Regions from separate parts of the Sus scrofa genome. Here region 2 is linked to region 1. The links are chromatin contacts, called in public promoter capture Hi-C maps. All regions are on one chromosome and are shown on one strand. Each heading gives the region's core, a stretch centred on a gene start, on an enhancer-like site or on the middle of the called end of the contact. The rest is flanking DNA. Distances are from core to core; before and after follow the strand shown.

Region 1 (6,612 bases), core at 2,597-5,096:
ACCCCCCACTATTTAGAGTTCTTCCACTTAAACTGTCAGTAGAAAGTGTTAAGATACAGAAGTCAGAAAGAAAACAAAAACAAAAACCTAAGCTAAACCCAAGCCACAAGACATAGAAATGTGAGATTTTGGAGTGGTCTACAATTCCTCAAGTGATCATGAGTTAAGCAGGATCTTAGTAAGATATAATTAGGTTGATTACTCACTGCTGGGTTTCTAAATCAGTTCTCTTTTTTAGACATGAAACCAAAAGCTCCTGCACACCTTTTAATTTTCCTTAAACAAATAAATACATAAAACAGAACTTAGGGGAAAAAAAGTACTCAAATATAATCACTTTATTATTCCTGAGGTTTAAGCCAAGAACCAATTCACATCAATTTTCTCCTCTCTAACTTGATCTCTACCCATCTCCCCCCCCCATGTCCAAAAACTTTTCCAAATTACAAGACTCCTAAAAAAGAATCAAATCCTGCCCTGAAGGAAGCAAGATGGTGATGAACGATGACACACTTTAATATGCAGAAGCTATTTTGCTCGCCAACAGCTAAGCTATTTTCAACCCTCCTGGTTATTAATCCATTAACAGCATGCAGTACTATATTCCACATACTAAACACTAAAACATTTAAAGCCTTATGTGGAGTTACAACTTACTTTAGGGGATCTTCTTGATCACTGTCTATGCTATCAGCTTCACTGTCAGGGTCACCTCTCCATGTCTGATCCACAGTAATGGGTTCCTGCTCCCCATCACTCCAGCTGTCTTCATCTGAGGCAAGGAAGGGAGAGCAGCCATTAAGACTTCCCACCTCTGTAACTCCACCACACAAAACTAGATTAACCCAAATCTTAAATTAGAAAAACTTAGTACAGAGGCACTGGCAAATAAAAATCAGGCATTGTCACTGCCGTAGCTTGTCACTGCTGTGGCGTGGGTTCGATCCCTGCCTGGGAACTTCACGCTGCAGCCAAAAGAAAAAAAAAAAAAAAAAAAAAAGAAAAGAAGGAAAAAAAAATACACCCCAAATATGAATACCTAAAACATTAATGAATTAACTATGCTCTCAAAACAGAAAGGCCAACTCAAAATGATTGTTTCCTGAATTACCTTACCTAACAAAGATGTTAAGTGTAAAAACAGCAATGAAGGAAGCAGTCATAAACTCAAGAAAGTAAACCTAAGCAGATACTACTTAAAACCAGAAAGATTAGTGAACAACACGGCATTCCTGAATTCTCACCAAAGGGCAAATGAATTAACAATAATACTATTTTTATCAAGTGCCAAATATGTTCAAGGCACTGTGCTAAACCAAATTATATTTTTTGTTAACTTTCTTCCTATTTTCTCACCCTAAAGAAGTTTCTTACCCAAAATTCGGCTGGCTTCACTTCGGCTACTTTCTGGAGTCTGAGACCCCAGCTCTGTCTTAGCATATGAGCTCAGCTGGCACAAGAGTGTTTCACCCACAGGCCCTGGATTCGTCTTCTTCATTTGAGCATGAAGTGCTAGAGCATTCCTACGGGCATGTTCAGCACAGAAGGACACCCTAAGGAGATAAAATATTCACGTTTATACTCAGGTTCCTTCCTGAAGGAGTTCAGTGATTTTTAGAGACACTGATCATTAGATTATTTTCAGGAAACTAAAATGACCATTGTCTTCATTTATAAATTAAAAATGTCAATGAGGCAAAATAAATTAACTGGCCCAAGACCAACTCATTTGGTATTACTAAAGGGAAATGCAGGTAACAAAACCTAGTGCTCTACCCATTAAACAAAACATTCCAACTATAAAAACGCTGACATTTCACAACATCATCAGAGATCCACTTCCATCTTTCAAACTGGTTCTGGGAGCTCCCATCGTGGCGCAGCAGAAACTAATCCAACCAGGAACTGGAGGTTTCAGGTTTGATCCCTGGCCTTGCTCAGTGGGTTAAGGATCTGGTGTTGCCACGAGCTGTGGTGTAGGTCAAGACAAGGCTCGGATCCTGAGTTGCTGTGGTTGTGGTATAGGCCGGCAGCTGTAGCTCCATTAGACCCCTAGCCTGGGAACCTCCATATACCATGGGCGCAGTCCTAAAAAGACAAGGGGGAGAAAAAAAAAAAAAAAAAAAAAAGCCTGGTTCTGGAAGGCAACTCTACATTTTACTTCAGTATCAATCCACTGTAGGTAAAAGGATATGAGACACAATTTTAAAATCAAAAGATACAGACAGAATTATCTATGTTCTGCATGGATACTTTTGCTTAATTGATGAAAACCATTAAGTCTTTCCAAGAAGAATACACACACATAAAACGTGCATGGCCAAAAGAGCCATGCAACCTAAGGTTAAGAATAACCCAGAGGGAGTTCCCCTTGTGGCTCCGGTAACAAACCCAACTAGTATCTATGAGGAAGTGTGCTAATCCCTGGCCCCGCACAGTGGATTAAGGATCCAGCATTGCTGTGAGCTGAGGTGTAGGTTGCAGAGATATGGCATGGCTGTGGACCTCTAGTCTAGGAACTTCCATATGCCTCAAGTGCGGCCCAAAAAGGAAAAAGAAAAAAAGAAAAATCTAGAGTGTCCCTTTATTTTACAGGTACCAGAAAAGATCCAAAGACATTTAACGAAGTGGCCCAACTGAGAGTGGTCTCCTTCCAGTTTTCACCATTTTAAAAAGTTCTCCAAGGATATATCCATAACCTCAATGTTACAAGCATGTGACCAAAGAACTGGCCAGCTATTTCCCAGCCCACATCACTTAAAATCTAAAAGAACAGAAGTTCCCTGTACTTTTGTGGCAGGCTGCAGGTTAAGGATCCCGCGTTGTCACCACAGCAGCTGGGGTCGCTGCTGTGATGCTGGTTCCATCCCCGGGCCAAGAACTTCCACATGTCATGGACATGCCCCCAAAAAACAAAAACAAAAACCCACAATGAAAAACATAAAAGTACAGATATCTATACATATATACCCGTCTTTCTTCTCAGGCTTCGGAGCAGCACAAGGACATCTTTTTCCATTCTTTGTGGATATATAACTGCACTGCTTGAAAGGTGCATTCTTGTCTTCAAGGATATGCTTAATGCAAAACTCCTGCCCCTCCAGACGAGGCTGCGAGCATGGGCGATGAGTAAACGAACAAGACAAGGGCTCCTGAGACCTGGGCACTGGGGTGATCCTTCCCCGATTGGTCGGCAAGACGTGGATCCGAATCCTGTTCATACCAAAACCTGCAGGGTCACACAAAAGATCAAAAAGCCCTTCCCGAAAATTCCTGCCCCACAGTAACCAGGCAGACGGCGCGTGGCTTCTAAAAGACAAGCGGAAGTCACGCTCCTTAACTCCCTCCGCCCAGGTCTCCCAGCCCAAGCCTCCCCGGGCATTAGTGAATTTGCCTCACCTCAACTTCCCCCGCCAAGGCCGCCCCACGCCGACCACCACCACGGAGACTGTACGGCCGCCGCACGAGGGGGCCGCGCCACCGCCCGCACGAGGGGCCGCGCCACCGCCGCACGAGGGGCCGCGCCCGCGCCCCCACCCCCGTCTCCGCCTCCCGGCTCGCCGCCTTTGTCCCGGTCCGCCTGAGACCTCACGCCTGGGCCCTGCCCATCCTTGGCGGCGCCTGCAAGCGCCATTTTGTCCTAAGTCTCCGAGCACCGGAGAACCCAAGTCCTGGGAGATTATAAGAGGAGAGCGACCCTGACGTTGATTGAGGGAGCAGGGTAGCAGCTCTGAATGGGGAGAAAGGGCGAAGTAGTACCCCGAAGGCAAAGGCGAAGAGCAAGCAACGCCGCCATCTTACCTCCGCCGCGCGCCGCGCTGCTGCCTTCTGGCCGCGCCAGCCGCTTCTAACGCGGCCCCATTCCTTTCCCGGCTCCCACTCGCTGATTGGGCACGACGCCTACGCCTGTGCGTCACCATTGGCTGAGGCCAGCTACCTATCAAGTCTTAGGGGGCGGGGCGCTAAGAAAAGGCGCGGCTTGGGTGGCTGAGAAGAGCTGTCCGTCATCAACTTGCTCATGAAAGTGAGGCGGAGCTGAGTGCGGGCTCGGGGACCCGCTAGCAGCGCACGGTTTGTCTTTCCACCTCCCCGCATGGCTGATTTTCAGGTCGATTATGGCCGCTTTATCTGTGCACTAGGCCGCAGCTACACCACCACCGTTACACGGTAGGCACAAAATCGACAGGGAGGCCAAAGGATCGTGGTACATTTGACTCTTACTGTTTATACAGTAAAAGGCTTAGTTTTGTGAAAAGTTAATTTACGGAAACATTTTTTGAGTATTTACTGAGTCTGGAAAATTATGTATATAAACATTTCTTTTCAGAACAGTCCTAAAAAGTAGAAGCTATAATCTCCATTTTACAGATAAGATAACAGAGGAACAGAATAGGCTCGTATCTAGTAAACAGGGAATGGAGACAAATTTGAACCAGCCCTCATTCCTTTATTTTTTTTTTTTTTAATACTATTTCTGCCGCACCCGTGGTATATGGAAGTTGGTTGGCCAGGGAATCAAATCTGAACCAGAGCGTCTACCTACATCACAGCTGTAGCAACGCTGAATCCTTAACCCACTGTGCCAGGCTGGAATCACAGGCACCTGCAACAGAGACAAGCCAGATCACTAACCCACTGCTCTATAGCAGGAACTCCACGAACCATTCCCTCATTCTTTATCCCTTTATTCCTGGTCATACAGTGAAAGGCATTGGACTGAGACTTGGTAAATATGAGTTATGGTTGAGGCCTTGATTCTCTAAAATTCTGTACAATACCAAGCTAAATCATGCAGGTATATAGAAAAGGCAGGCACAATTCCAATTTTATCGTCCTTTAAGGCTTTTTAATTAAAGCATCTCTTCTTTCATCTCCACCACACCTCTGGCAGAAATAAAACAATTTGGGATCTTTTTTGCATCCCAAGCTTCACAAGCTCTCCTAGCTGTTGTCAGTTTCATTTAAGTAAGCTATTTTTCCACTACCAATGAGCAGGTGAGCATAGGGAATCTACAATGCTGGGGAACAGCAGTTTAGATAAAAAGAAGTGATTAAAACCAAAATAGGGGAGGGCTTAGAGGTGACTTTTCCCAGGGATTAGGGCAGTCCTAGAAGGCCCTTGCATGAGATTTGTTCATTCAGCAAATATTTACTGAGCACCTAAGTGCCAGCCAGTACAGATATAGAGAGAACAAGAAAGATAATCCTGCTCTTTTGGAGTAAACATTCTAGAGTAGTTTGGGATTACGGATGCAATACAACCATTAAATAGCAACTATGAGTTATATACATATGCTAACCCTCCCAACCCTCATTGGTTATAAACACCCTACAACTCAAAACTAGGGGAGGCAGCCACATTACAAAAAATTGGGGAATCTTCAACCTAATGAGGTGATATCAAAAAGCAAGAGTTTCTGCTGTGATGCAGCAGGTTAAGAATCCAGCATTGTCTCTGCAGTAGCTGGGATTTGATCCCTGGCCCAGGAACTTCCACATGCCACAAGTGTGGCAAAAAAAAAAAAAAAAAAAAAAAAAAACTAATGCTAGGACCCTGCACTTTCTGTAGTCATTGGGACAAACACTGAGAGTCATCCTTGACTTCTTTCTCTTCCAGCCTTATAGCAGGTCCTGCTGGTCCCAGCTTCAAGATATGTGACTCCTCATTACCTTCAGCATTTCCAACCTGGTCCAAGGGATTCTCATCTACTACCTTAATTATTGTGAGATTCTCCTTACCCTTGACTCCTTATAATCCATTTTCAACACAGCAGCTCAAGTGACCATTGTAAAACCTAAGCTAGATCATGTCACTTCTCTACTCACCACCTATCAATGGTGCTCTATTTCACTGTCTTTATGATGGTTTAAAAGGCCCTGTGGTATCCAGACTTCTGCTTCTCTATTCAATTTACTCTCTCCTCCTCGTCACTCAATTCCATACTAGCTACACTGACCTCCTTGCTATTTCTCAAACATGCCAGCATCTTCTCATCTCAGAACCTTTGCATTTGTTTCCTGGAATGATCTTACCCCAGACATTCCCATGGTTTGCTTTCCCCTCTTTCAGGTCCTTGTGGAACTGTAATTTCCTAAAGCCTTCTTCCCTAGCCATCTTATTTCCAACCAACAATCCTACTTACCTATATACACACACACACATACACTCACCATTCCACCTTCCCTGCTTAACATTCTACGAAGTGTTTGTCATCTAGCATATTATATTTTACTTATCTCCCCTATAACCAGAATGCAAATTCTATGAGGGCAAGATGCTTACTTTGTTTACTGCCATAGTCCCATCAGTAAACAGTATATAGCACTCGGTAGGTACTATGGATCAAACCCCCACCAGGACCTGAGCCACTACAGTGACAATGCTGGATCCTTAACCTGCTGTGCCACCGGGAAATCCCAGGTACTATTCTCTATTTTTTATTTATTTGCTTTTATTTTTTGCCACACTCTTGGGATATAGAAGTTTCGGGGCCAGGAATCGAATCCGAACTGCAGCTTTGACCTATGCTGCAGTGGCTACAACACCCAATCCTTAACCCACTGTGCTGTAACAGGAACTCCCACACTATTTTCTAAGGAAGGAATAAATAA
Region 2 (6,612 bases), core at 2,624-5,123, 170 kb after region 1:
TACTCCTCAAGAAATTTTCCATAATTCTTAAGTTGGACTTCAGCATGAATTTCTAAATTTAAATTTTAAAAGTTTGTGAGAAGTAATGAAGACATTTACTTGAAATAATTTCAAAAGTCACAGCAAAGTAGATAGTAAGCACTGTTAATGTATTACTTTGGAATGTGTGGACTTCTTGAAAATAAAGTTTCAAAGTTAAACAATAATTGAGCTTTCAATCTTTCCCAAACAGATAAAGTAATTGTAAAAGCAGATGTTACTATATACAGAGATATCATCTTAAAACCAAAACTTTATAAAGTATGATGAAAAAGTCACTATACCATTTACCCTATAATCTAAACAATCTGAATAATGCCTTAGACAATTCAATGTCCTGATTCTGTTTTACTCATAACTTTTTTGTGCAAAAAAAAAAGCCCACAAGATTTACATCCAAAAATCTGTGTTGTCATAAAAGCAAAATTTTTAAATGCAATGCTTAACTGTACACCATAAACTTTACCTAAAAATACACCTAGGGAGTTCCCGCTGTGGTGCAGTGGGTTAAGACTCCAACTGCAGGGAGTTCCCATTGTGGCTCAGCGGAAATGAATCAGACTAGTTATCTATGAGGATGCAGGTTTGACCCTGGCCTCTCTCAATGGGTTAAGGATCTGGCATTGCCGTGAGCTGTGCTATAGGTCACAGACAAATTGGATCCAGTGTTGCTATGGCTGTGGCACAGGCCAGCAGCTACAGCTCCAATTTGACCCCTTAGCTGGGAACCTCCATATGCGGCCCTAAAAAGACAAAAAAAAAAAAAAAAGAATCCAACTGCAGCGGAGGTGCAGGTTCAATCTGCAGCGGGCACAGTGGGTTAAAGGAGCCAGCACTACCCCAGCTATAGCTCAAATTTAATCCCTAGCCTGGGAACTTCCATATGCTGCAGCTGAGGACAAAATATATAAATTAAAATGCTGTTTTTAAAATGATTATAGGAGTTCCCATTGTGCCGTGGCACAGCAGAAATGAACCCGACTAGGAACCAGGAGGTTGCAGATTCGATCCCTGGCCTGGCTCAGTGGGTTGGGGATCTGGCGTTGCCATGAGCTGTGGTGTAGGTCAGAGATGCAGCTCAGCTCCCACGTTGCTGTGGCGTAGGCTGGCAGCTACAGCTTGAATCTGACCCCTAGCCTGGAAACCTCCAAGTGCCTTGGGTGCGGCCCCCCCACCAAAAAAAAAAGTAAAATCATTTTAGATAGACCTGCTTCATCATAATAATATTCCTGTAATGCCCAAAATTTATCAAGTTATTTTGTTTTAATTATTGATCACAGTAAGAGTTGGGAAAGCCAGTAAAGAACACTGGGTACAGAATATTGTGGTGATATTTACAGAATTTACACATAAATAGATGACTCTAGGCACTCCTTGGAATAAACTGAAGAAAGGTATACTTATTAATCAAAATTAATGAAAGTAAATATTCCACCTTATGCATAAGAATTCACTATTTAGTCCAAAGGCAGCAAATTTGATTCCAAGTTTCTTTTATTGATATGAATAACTTTATTCAATTGTTGTCTCCCAAAAAAAGTAAAATTTTCTCTCAAATTATCAATGCTAAGCAACTCTAAGTATGTCCTACTTAGGATATAGACCTAGATTCATACTCTTCTTCTATTTTCAACTAATGCTCCCAATCAAGTGGGTTAAGTTAGTTCATTAAAGTTCTTATCTCATTATAGCATTAATCTAGGCAATTCTGGAAAACAATTCGTCTACATATGATTCATAGTCCAAAAATTAATGAAAACCAGGTACAGAGAAAAGAGGTCTTCTCTTCCCTACAGCTTAAATTTTAAAAACTGCCTAAGATTCTCATAATCCCAAGTATGGGTCTAATTGTCTGTTACATGGGAAATGACCGAAGTTGCATTTAACCAGCAAATAAGTTCTTAATGACATTGCTAAAAAAAAGTGCCAATCAATTATTCATTTAGGAGTTCTCATTGTGGCTCAGTGATAACGAACCCGACTAGTATCCATGAGGATGCAGGTTTGATCCCTGGCCTTAGTGCGTTAAGGATCTGGCATTGCCATCAGCTGTGGTGTTGGGTGCAGATGTAGCTTGGATAGAGCATTATTGTAGCTGTGACACAGGTTGGGGGCTGCAGCTCAGATTCGACCTCTAGCCTGGGAACTTCCACATACCACAGGTGCGGCCCTAAAAAGAAAAAATGTCCATTCAGCCTGTTTGAGAATTCATAAAATAACAGGCAAGAGAAAATCTGTAATAATATTAAAGTTCCTTACTGATAACAGTTTTAAAACTGATAAGAGTGATTCGAAAGAACTCCACAGTGATTCTTCGAGAGTAAAATTCTATTTACATGCTTATCTCTTCCAAAAGACTGAATTCCTCGTTTTATCTTTGTATCCCTAATATCTACCATAGGTGCTGGTATGCGGAAAATGCCTGCGTGAATCATTTTCAAACCCCAATCATACTTTCATTCCACTATTTTGCAGACACTAGACTAGGGAGTCTCTGTCCGTAAAACTTCATACATGACAAGGTGCAGTTCACTTTAACAGTGAATATAGAATCTTCCCCATAAAAAAGTTAAAGAATTTTGTTATTACCAACAGGTCTGGTTTTTCACGGTGCATAAGAGCTAACAACTTACAGAATGTTTTGTGAAAAACCGAATCCTGAATTAAACTCAGACCGCTTTGAGTAGTTAATAAAACCTAATTATATCTAATTTGTTTTTGTAAAATTATGCAAAAATCACACGTAATCTTTTAAAATTATGTTCACCTTCTGAAAAACCTACATTAAAAAAAAACATTCTAGCAGTATGTCCCAAAATCTCTTTTATCACCTATAAAAATTAATACCACCAATGGCAAGAAACAGGTTGCCAATTTGTATTCATCTTAAGCAGCGTTTCACCAAAATAATTTGGCATCTAAACTTTGCTCCATGAAACTGAATTTGTTAAGTTTTGGGGGGTTAGACTTATAAGGTAAAATGAGACAACTCAATTTTACATAGTAAAAGCTGAAGTAGACTTACTATAATTTCTGAAACCTTTCTAGGTGCGCTGAAAACTACAGGACAACACTGAAAAAGACCACTTAACATAAATAAAAGACCTCGAGGGAGATAAACTGACATTCGCGTGTATATATTTTACCGCGTGAAGAGTTCTTTTTCACTATCTTCTACAGTAATAATAATATGAATGAAAAAAAACACTCAAACTTCCACAAGTTGGTTTGGGAGGAAAAAGAAGAAAAACAGGAAACCGAAACAGGAACCCGGACTTCAGCCTCACTTAGAACTGAACGTTCTGAGGATCTGGTTAAAGCCCCAGAGGCCAGAGTCGCGGCGGCCTCCCCTCCCCGGGGTCCTGGCCTCCCGGGCGCGCCCCGTCAGGGCCCGCGGCTGCACAAAGTGGACGCCGCGCCCACTGGCCACTGCGGTCGCCCCAGGACAGTCACCGCCCAAATAGCCAAGCCCTGGCCTGGCCAGCCTGAGCCACCATCGCGTGGACTCCCAACCCCGAAAGTTACGTTTGGAAGGCGTCCCTCTCACACCCTAAGGCGCAGAAAGTATCCCGAACCCGGGGGCTACGCGCCGCTCCAAGAGCCCTCCTGCACAAGCGCTGCCCTGGCTGAGGCGGGATGGGGAGCGCCCACCCGCAGTCCTTGCCCTGCCGCTCCCTTACTCTGTGAGCCGTCGTCAACGCGGTCGAACTCCCAGTCCGGGGACAGCGTCTCTACCGCCATCGCACCGGCGCCTCCCACAGTCACAGCCCCAACCAGCCTGAGCTACAACGGCGGCCTCACCCCGGCGGCTGTCATAGCACGTGACTTCCGGCCCGGGCTCCGCCCCTCGCTCGCAAGGGCCAGCCGGGCCCAATGCCCCTGCCGGGCCGCGGGGACCGCTGGGAAAGCGAGTCCTCCGCGGTGGCAGAAAGCGATGGCCATGGCGGCGGCGGCGGTGCTTGCGGTGTCCTCCCGCTGCTACTTCGGCCTCGCCACCATTCAGTTCATGTCTCACGCCCCATCGTTATCTTCACTTTCGCTCTACTGTCTCCAAGCCATTTTTATACCAGGGGAATTTATCCCCCAGTCTAGCCTGAAAAGCACAAAATTGATGGAGCGGCGGCTGAACAAGAAGGTGTGGTCCTCGAGGACGTGGCTGTCCAAGCGCTTCTTCCAAGAAGCCCGTACAGCCAACGCCTTCCCGGTCGCCCCTGTCGGAGCTCTTTCAGCTCTTGTCCTGCACACCTTTTCTTGAGTTGGAGGGGGGGAAGGTGTTCAAGAGAAGGGGTTACTTTATGAACACTTAAGCGAGGAATTTTACTTCTCTGCTTATCTTGTTCTCTTGGGCTCTCTACCCACCTCCTCTAAAAAGGCAGGGCGGGGACGACGGAGTGGAGAAGAAAAGCTGTTTTGAGTTCTAAAATGCGCCTACCTACCAAGTGGCTTTTTGGTGATCAGATCTATGTTACCCAGTAATGCTGCATGTGTACAGGTAATTGCATGGCAGTGTTCACTACGGCATGGTTTTTAATAGTAGTAAGGAGATTTAAATGTCAATCAATAGGGAGTAAATACATAAAGTTTAATATGTGCATACTACGAAATGCTAGATCGGTGTTAAAAGAAATGAAGTAGATTTATAGAGACACCAGAAACTGACAGAAGGTAGCTGCAGAATAATGTGTATTTGTGGTTACATTTGTATTTTTCTACAAACGTGTACTTGCATGTGTGCATGTAAATACTAAGAGAACTCAAATCACTCTCAACAGGAAGTCAACTGGAAAAGAGTAAGTGTTGGTTATTAGTGAATTTTCAAGTTTTATTGTGACTACCTATGTCTTTAATTTTTAACAATAGGAATTTTTTTAATGTCTTCTGTAATCTTATAAAGGACCAAAAATAATTAACTTTATCAAAGCAAGTAAGCAGTTTCTTGAAGAGTTTTCCCTGAGGCCGGTGAATCTACAGTAGGTCAAATATTTGAATGCCCACTATGTACCAGACACAATCCTAGATGCAGAGATTATTATGAAAAAGCAGATGAGAAAAGTGGATCCCACCCCCATGGGGTGCTTGATGTCTTCTTGGGCATTTTAGAAAAGAAAAGAGGAAGAGGAGTTCCCATCGTGGCGCAGTGGTTAACGAATCCGACTAGGAACCATGAGGTTGCGGGTTCAGTCCCTGCCCTTGCTCAGTGGGTTGGCGATCCGGCGTTGCCGTGAACTGTGGTGTAGGTTGCAGACACGGCTCGGATCCCACGTTGCTGTGGCTCTGGCATAGGCCGGTGGCTACCGCTCCGATGAGACCCCTAGCCTGGGAATCTCCATATGCCGCGGGAGCGGCCCAGGAAATAGCAACAACAACAACAACAAAAGACAAAAAGACAAAAAAAAAAAAAAAAAGAAAAGAGGAAGAAAACTTGAAAATAGCAGGTAACATCAGTACCTAACGGCTGGCACACTTTTTTCCTTTTACTACCCATGTGATCATGAGTTTGACTTTGCTGTATTCTTCACATTTGTCTTAATCACTGTAATTAATCTCCCAATAGCTCATTATGATACATTGAAATCACAAGTCAGAGCAATTTGAATCTGCATATTCACTAATCTATTAAATCAGGGCAACAGGAAGTGTAATGTAGTAATTAAAAGCACAGATTCTACAGTCAAATTGTGTTGATCCGAATCATAGCTCTGCCACTTACTAGCCATGGGATATTGGGCCAAATAATTTAATCTCTGCCTCAGTTTCCTCATTTGTAAAGTGAGAATAATAATGGTAAGCTCTTAAAGGATTATTATAAATGCTGAGGTCTTAGTGAACTTATTTCTTTTTTCCTTTTCTTTCTTTAGGCTGCACTTGCAGCATGCAGAAGTTTCCCAGGCCAGGGATCGAACCAGTGCCGCAGCTTCAGCCTATGCCACAGCTACGGCAACATCAGGTCCTTAACTTGATGTGCCATAAGGGAACTTCCTGAACGTATTTCTTAATGTACATTTAAAATATGTTTCCTACAATAGGAAAATCTCTGGTGAAAGCTCACTAAAGACATTTTTCTTAGTAATTTGTCGGAATACGATGTGTACCTGTCAAGAAGATACCCAATCTGTTCATTCATATATTTCTTTACAAAATAATCTAACCTGGAAAAGAATCTGGGTCTTCCTAACCATACCATTTTACTATAGACCCATGAGAGATCTTTTCTCTCCATTGTCCACACACTGAGTGAAGTTCCTCAAAACCTGTCTGATCAGAGAATGTTCTACTTTAAGTCCTTCAGTGAATCCCATTGTCCTTGGCATGGAGTTTATGCTTCACAGGATATAACATAAGGTTTCCCATCTGCCCTCTTATTATTCTCTAAACTTTCTGCCTCATCTATTCCCCAGTTTATACCCACTTTGCTCTGCTGAGGTACCAAACCATTTGCAGTTTCTCAAACAGGTCCTGCTGCCTCTGACCTTCTTGAGTTTACACATGCCAATCCATCCCTTAGACAAGAGCGTGCCGTCCAGGCGTGGTCCCCCAACCAACTATAATGTTGTCAAGAGTTAGTTCAGGAGA

The links. Promoter capture Hi-C pulls out the DNA fragments that hold promoters and counts their contacts.
Region 2: a promoter capture Hi-C map of fetal liver shows a contact between it and region 1, with 2.5 times the contacts expected there. The contact joins the promoter of WASHC4 here to the promoter of KANSL2 in region 1. A contact is called at or near these places in 1 of 5 promoter capture datasets (fetal liver), 1 of 47 Hi-C or Micro-C datasets (heart right ventricle) and 1 of 2 datasets of contacts at active chromatin or transcription factors (alveolar macrophages).

What each region holds. Positions count from the first base shown.
Region 1 is chr5:79,301,722-79,308,333 of Sscrofa11.1, forward strand. KANSL2 (KAT8 regulatory NSL complex subunit 2) reads right to left here and starts at 3,847. Exons shown (of 10, transcript NM_001244880.1): 1 at 3,802-3,847; 2 at 2,971-3,229; 3 at 1,375-1,553; 4 at 658-772. The coding sequence starts at 3,221.
Region 2 is chr5:79,470,782-79,477,393 of Sscrofa11.1, forward strand. It overlaps WASHC4 (WASH complex subunit 4), which reads right to left and starts at 3,874. Exons shown (of 34, transcript XM_021092625.1): 1 at 3,720-3,874; 2 at 1-52. The coding sequence starts at 3,780.